Linked DNA regions of Danio rerio: region 1 is linked to region 2. Evidence: chromatin contacts called from public Hi-C data. All regions are on one chromosome and are shown on one strand. The core of a region is the stretch at or near the end of the contact, and the rest is flanking DNA. Distances in the headings are between cores, read along the strand shown.

The links. A called contact is a pair of places that touch in the nucleus more often than the background predicts.
Region 1: a contact with region 2 is called in a Hi-C map of embryo, with 1.8 times the contacts expected there. The contact joins the enhancer-like site here to the promoter of si:ch211-132f19.7 in region 2. A contact is called at or near these places in 3 of 18 Hi-C or Micro-C datasets (caudal fin, embryo and an unstated tissue) and 2 of 4 datasets of contacts at active chromatin or transcription factors (embryo and gastrula embryo).

What each region holds. Positions count from the first base shown.
Region 1 is chr17:35,062,536-35,065,900 of GRCz12tu, forward strand. xdh (xanthine dehydrogenase) reads left to right here. Exons shown (of 36, transcript XM_683891.9): 20 at 1,945-2,041; 21 at 2,257-2,381; 22 at 2,646-2,779; 23 at 2,867-2,954; 24 at 3,042-3,128. The region is part of intron 1 of LOC137488123; the gene reads right to left. Among named protein-coding and RNA genes, the nearest start is that of zgc:162964, 17 kb to the right of the region's middle. Within about 2 kb of position 1,851, at least 3 of the 62 cell types and tissues checked have an H3K27ac peak or open chromatin away from gene starts, as enhancers often do.
Region 2 is chr17:35,015,880-35,019,247 of GRCz12tu, forward strand. si:ch211-132f19.7 reads left to right here and starts at 1,680. Exons shown (of 19, transcript XM_683811.11): 1 at 1,680-2,291; 2 at 3,355-3,368.

The sequences.
Region 1 (3,365 bases), core at 601-3,100, 47 kb after region 2:
TATAGCATCTTTCCCGTTTACACTTTTAATTGTGTATTGATTACAAATTCCTTTATTTATATATGGTATGACCGGTAGTGTATGTATTTGCCAAGACTATAGAATACACAAAACATGTAACCCATTAAGTTCTGAATGGAAAAAACAGTCTATGCCATAGACTCTATGGGGAAAAAGTGTAACGGCCAATATGGTGAACGAAGCCCCGCCTTCTAATACAGGAGCCAATAATTGATTGCTATACATTGACAATTCTCTAGGGAGGGGCTCAGACTGAACATGAGTTTAACTAGATTCTGTGTGATTCGATTATTTAGAAATGAAACTACAGAGATAGTTATTGTTAAATATTCCTAATATGAAATTTAATCATAAGCTTGGCAAGCAATTTTAGAGAGTTTGACGATTCCTGATTGAAACTGAATGCTCGAGCCTACTGCCTAAAAGGCATTTTATAGATGGCTGCCAAGTGAAATGACTTACCTGAAAGGGACTTTAGTATTTGTCAACATTTAAACTGGATCAAAAAAGATCTGTATCAAAGATGTCCTAAGAAAAGAACGAGTGTTTAGGTTATAAGTCAAATTTTATGAAATGTTTTGATCCACTTCAAATGCTGCCTGCTGTATACCAGCTGTGTATACCATATTATGCATATTATAATGTGGGTGGTCACAGGAGTTTTAAATGACCTAGATCAAGTTAAATTACTTAAAATTAAGTCATTTTGCATGCCAACATCAATTTTAAGCATATTAAATGTATTTTCCTAACAACATAATTGTGGCTAGTGAAAATGCAGAGTGGCTAGTAACTTTGAAATCTACTAGCTAAAGTGGCTGGTAAGCAAAAAAGTTAATGTCAAGCCCTGTTTACTTCACACGCTCAAAAATGACATTTTTGCTGTTTGTTCAAACTGCTTTTTTAAAATGAGCTGAAATAACACAATTTTTGAGGGCTTTTTGTGACAACTTCATTATTTTATGTTCAATCCACTTAAATGTACACTTTAATTAAGCTAACTTAAATCCTTCATTCTTTCCCAACACAAATCGATTGTACGGAACCCAGGATTCTGCTTTTGGCAGACACTTTTATCCAGGGCCGGAGTGGGACTCCTTTTCAGCCCTGGAGTCTCAAGCCTCAGACTGGCCCACCTCAGTTCACGACTGACTATATTAAAATAAGGTCATTTCCAAATCAGTTTCTAATTACATTATCACGTCTTTTTTTTTTTTTGAGAAAACAGCTGCTTTAGAACTTCAAATGTTCAACAACCCTAACAGTATCATATGTCTTAACAATAAATATAAAAAAAATAAATTACTCAGACGAGGAACGAACCCGGGTCAGCGACGTCGCAATCTAACGTGCTAACCACTGGACCACAACAGAAATACATTGAGTAATGACTCATCTGAATCATATCATCATTAACCTGCAGGCTGCATCTTGCTCACAAAGCTGCGAGAAAATAGATAAAAAGAGCAGAGCTGCGGTAAAATAATGAATAAAAAGGCTGTGGTCAAGTAAATAAATAAATAAATTTAAAAAGTGTGACTGCTGAGAGCAACAGATTCTGGATCTAGGGACACCGGCCCTCGCGGCCAAAAAACAGACCGGCCCACCGGGAATTCTCCCGGTCCTCCCGATTAGCCAATCCGGGCCTGCTTTTATCCGAAGCATGTATCCAATAAATTAACATGGATATTCTTAAGACTAAAATAGGACTCAAAACCACTGATCTACGTTATTTGAATGAGAAAAATAATGGTCACATGCTCTGACCTTTCACCCTTGCTTAGTGGTTTTTCTGCTTTCATTATTGCATAACCAGATTTTTCAAGGTTTTCAGGGAAATGGCTTATAGTTCACAAATACATAACACATGGAGAGATAAGCTTGTCTGCTTTGCTAACTGTTTGCGTTCACTCTTTCAAACAGGATGCTATTAACAACAAGTCATTCTTCGAGCCAGTTAGAACTATAGAAAAAGGAGATGTTGCACAAGGATTTAAAGACTCTGATCACATCCTGCACGGTATTTATACATCTATATTTTATTCCAAATCATAACGATACACTGCATTCTTCTGAAAAACATATACCTAATAAATAGATTACACATTATGTTTATTGATGAAACAGTATGTCAATCAATGGTAGATCTGCAGTTTTCTCTGCCACCATTTGTATCACGGTCAGACCTGCTTCTCTTTAATTTGATGAGTTGATCTTAAATATGTAATTCTATAGGTGAGATGCACATTGGAGGGCAGGAACAGTTTTATCTGGAGACTAACTGCACGCTGGCTGTCCCTCGTGGAGAGGATGGAGAAATGGAGCTGTTTGTGTCCACACAGTCGGCCTCCAAGACACAAGTAAATACACAAAACATTCAGTCTTTTAGGATTTAGTGTAGGATAGTAATTCCGATCCACATCAATACAATCATAGAATCAAAACAGAGAGATCCCAGCAGGCAGACAACATCATAAGACGTGTAATATTAGGTTAGATTTTGGTCATGATGTTAGGTGACTAAGCCGGATGATATTGGTTATCTAATTTTAAAATAGTATTAATGCAAAATATAACGTTGATTGCACTGTCCTGATGCACATGTTCTGCTGTGTTTGGCCCAGGCTCTGGTGGCTAAAGCTTTAGGTGTTCCTGCTAATCGGGTGGTGTGTCGTGTGAAGAGAATGGGTGGAGGATTTGGAGGGAAAGAGAGTCGGAGCACCATTCTATCCACTGTGGTTGCTGTTGCCGCACAAAAGTAAAATTTCACAAATAAATATTCATTTAATGTTGAGGATGAACTTTAAGTGTAGGTTAAACATACTGTTTTATGTTTTTCCTTTAGGGTTAAGTGCCCGGTTCGCTGCATGTTAGATCGTGATGAGGACATGCTGGTCACAGGTGGCCGCCATCCTTTCTTTGGACAGTACAAGGTAAAAGTATATACAAGTTAACCAGATATTGTCCTTGTCCTGATTGGACTTTAATGAAGCTCTTTTGCTTTGTAACATCATGTTTAGGTGGGTTTTATGAAGAATGGAAGAGTGATGGCACTTGAGGTGACGCTCTACAGCAATGCAGGCAATTCACTGGACCTGTCATTGTCAGTGAGTGCTTTTGAATGTCCTAAAAGTTTTAAACGTCTGACACCCCCCCTAGTGGTCAATAAGACTCATTACATATTCCCACTAACCCTGCTGACCCACAGTGGTGTAAAAGAGTTTAAGCATATTTCAAAAATTATGTATTCCAAAGCAAATACATATATATATACATATATATATATAAATGTTTATATATATATATATATATATATATATATATATATATATATATATATATTA
Region 2 (3,368 bases), core at 430-2,929:
TCCTTAAATTAGCAAAAACGCGTCCTGACATGCCCTGAAAGCGTTTGCGCCCTGCGTTTTGCGCTCTGCGCATGGACCGTCAAAATAGAGCCCATTGTCTTAATTATGTAAATGAACAATGTGCTAAATCTAAAAAAAGTTACAGTTTAAAGTTTATTCACTTTTTTTTATATAATCCAACTGGTTACTTTTAAGGCAATAGGTCTACTCACTTTTTAAAATAACTAATTGTTATTTTGTGCATGCATAAAGCATATTTGTGTATGAACCGTGATCATGTTGATGACATTTTCACTTGTTCTCAGACCTTTTCAAAAACTATTGTCTAAAAATAGTTGTACAAGCCTAAATCAGAAAATGTTGGGACAGTAAAAAAATACAAACAAAAAAAGAAAGTAGTGGTTACTTTTTTGAACAAGACAATGCAAAGAATGCTGTCGAGGAAGAAAATACAAGTACTTGACCGGCCTGTCTGCAGTCCCGACCTGTCTCCAATAGAGAATGTGTGGCGCATTTTGAAGCCCAAAATGTGACAACGAAGACCCATACTGTACTTAAGGCCCACCTTAATGCTTTATCCACTTTGTAGCTGCGTGTCGCTCTGCGTGGCGACCTGCTGCAAATGCAGGTCTAAGTAGATATATACAGCACGAATACAACTGGCCTCTGAGTGAGCAGAGCGAGAATCACTCGCCACGCCAACCTGGTCGCCAATGGTCGCTGTCGCTTATGTAAACGGAGGTCGCCGGAAGTCGCTGACTCTCCTTTAAAATGAATGGTCGGTTGTCGCTTTGTTGTTGCGAGTCGTTTGTAGTATGAATAAGGATAAAGACTTGTTTGCAGGACAAATGGGACACAATTACACCTGAAACACTTCATCACTTGGTGCCTTCAGTCCTTAAATGTCTTTTAAGTGTTGTGAAATGGAATGGCAACATTACAAACTGGTAATGCTTTACTGGTCCAACTTTTTTAAAAAATGTGTTGCAAAATTGGAGTATTTATTTTGAAAAAAAATCATGTGCAACACTGAAATACAAGACAAAGTAATTTTAGAAATCACTACTTTCATTTTTATTTGCGCTTTCCATTCTGTCCCATCTTTTTCTGATTTGGGTTTTAATATAAACAACTTTTGTACTATTTAATACCAAGAAAAAATAAGCTTGCAGTCAGTGCAATTTAATCTTGGCTGGCCTAAGTCATCCACTAAAGTAAGAAGTATTATTGTTTATGTGTGTTGAGGGAAAGCAGATGGTTCAGTCCCTTTTTGACCCGGCACATATTCTTGGTAACCAGATCAGTGAGAAGCACTTTATCCAGCTTACTTCCCACATTCCCTGAATCAGCGGCCTAACCTGCTATCTAAAACCCTGCGCCGTGTCTTCTCAAGAGCAGAGGTCAACCAGTCGCAAAAGATCAACTTTTCTTTTCAGGATGTCTTGGTTAGAATTATAAAGTCCAATGACGCCTACGGCCTGTAAATATTGTGGAAAAATACCTTTTATACTACGATTAATTAACCGGATAGAATAAAGAAACCAAAGATACATTTCAGGAGGAGGATTAATTTTTGTTAACCAATTACCTTCACACATAAACTCACCTGTCATGGACATTATCCTGTTAGCGGTGACCATGAGGCCCTAATAGATCACGTGTGCTATTGCTGAGTAGATAATCCCTTATGTTTCAACCTATTACGGAGCGTATGTGTGTGTTAATGTGCATGTGCATTAGATCCCAAACTCCTCTGTCGCTGCCACAGTGTCGAGTTCAAGTCCACTTATTTTTGCCTCTAAACATTTCCATCAAGAGTCAAGATTCTTCTGTAGGATAAGCTCCAGCAGATTGGGCTCTACCTTTGGGAAGGGGTCACGGCAGCTTTCAGACCATCTGGCCGAGCAATCACTTCATTACCTGAAGACAGCCTGAGTCAATCAACTGCAGACGGGACATCTTTTAAAACTGGGCTTGACTTCTTCCAAAACCAAGGAATGTTTTGAGACAGGATTTTATGGATTATAATTGTGGAGAGTATTATTATAGAAGACAAGTCTTATTTATATATATGTAGCTATGCTTTGCATAGTCATGCTGCTTGGAATGGCAGAAGGAAAATCTGTCAAAGACGACTCATTCTGCACTCAGCTGCCAAATATTACACCGCTGAGGGACAAGAATGTACCATATTAGATATTTGCTTGTGTCTGGATCAGTTCACCTTGGCTACTGTTCCTGGATGAGCCGATGCATGCATCGTTACCGGTTTTTTTCAAGCCCCATCCTTGGCAAGTATACTTTCACTTACATCTATGTACAGCTTAAATCAGTTATGTCATGTAATAACTGTCCTGGAGAGATCATTTGAGCAGTGTTCCTCATTTTAATATGCATTAAATGTAGTATATATTAAGTGCACTCATGCCATTTATTTGGTTTCATGAGTATTTTGGGTGTTTTACTTTTTATATGAGATTGTTTTGTGAGTAATTAAACGGTCCTTGTTGAGAGGCACTGGATTTGTTTTAGGAGTGTCATTTTGGGGGTATCATGGGGGCATTGAACTTGATTTTTTTTTTTTTTTTTGGAGGGCATTTAATTAATTTTGAGTGTATTATCAAGAAACTCTTGGGTAAGAGACTAGCTAGCTCTTTGCTACTCCCACATGGTTGCCCACTGAAGATAAGCAGGGCTGCACCTGGTCAGTACCGGGATGGGAGACCACATGGGAACGCTAAGTTGCTGCTGGAAGTGGTGTTAGTGAGACCAGCAGGGGTCCTAATGCCCCACTATAGTGATAGGGATTCTGTACTGCTCAGTGAGCGTAGTCTTTCGGGTGAGATTAAACCGATGTCCTGGCTCTCTGTGGTTGTGAAAAATCCCTGGATGTTTTTTGAAAAAGTGTAGGGGTTTAACTGGTGGTGGATGAGGAGATTTCCACTAATGTGTAAAGCACTTTGAGTGTCCAAAAAAGTGCTATATAAATGTAAGGAATTATTTTATTATTATTAAGAGTTATTGAACTTGTTTTGTGAGTCTTTGTGTATTTTGGGACATTTATTTTGTCTAGTGTCAAACATATTTTATGGACACTGAATTCATTTTGGGGGTGTTTTTAGAGGAATGTAACTATGTTTTGTTAGTTTCTGGAAAAGTTTAAGTTTAAAATGTTTTTAAAGGGTTATTAAACTTGTTTTGTCATGTTCTTTTGGGTGTAATATGTGGTTCAAAGAAGTATTATGATTTAACATGCATTGTTAGTTCATTTCAAAGTCAGTTTTTTGCTTTCAAACTGACACAATTTTAATGTCCCATCTAAATGATAAAATCTTTTACTTTTCATGGTTTTAGGTTCGTGCAGTTGA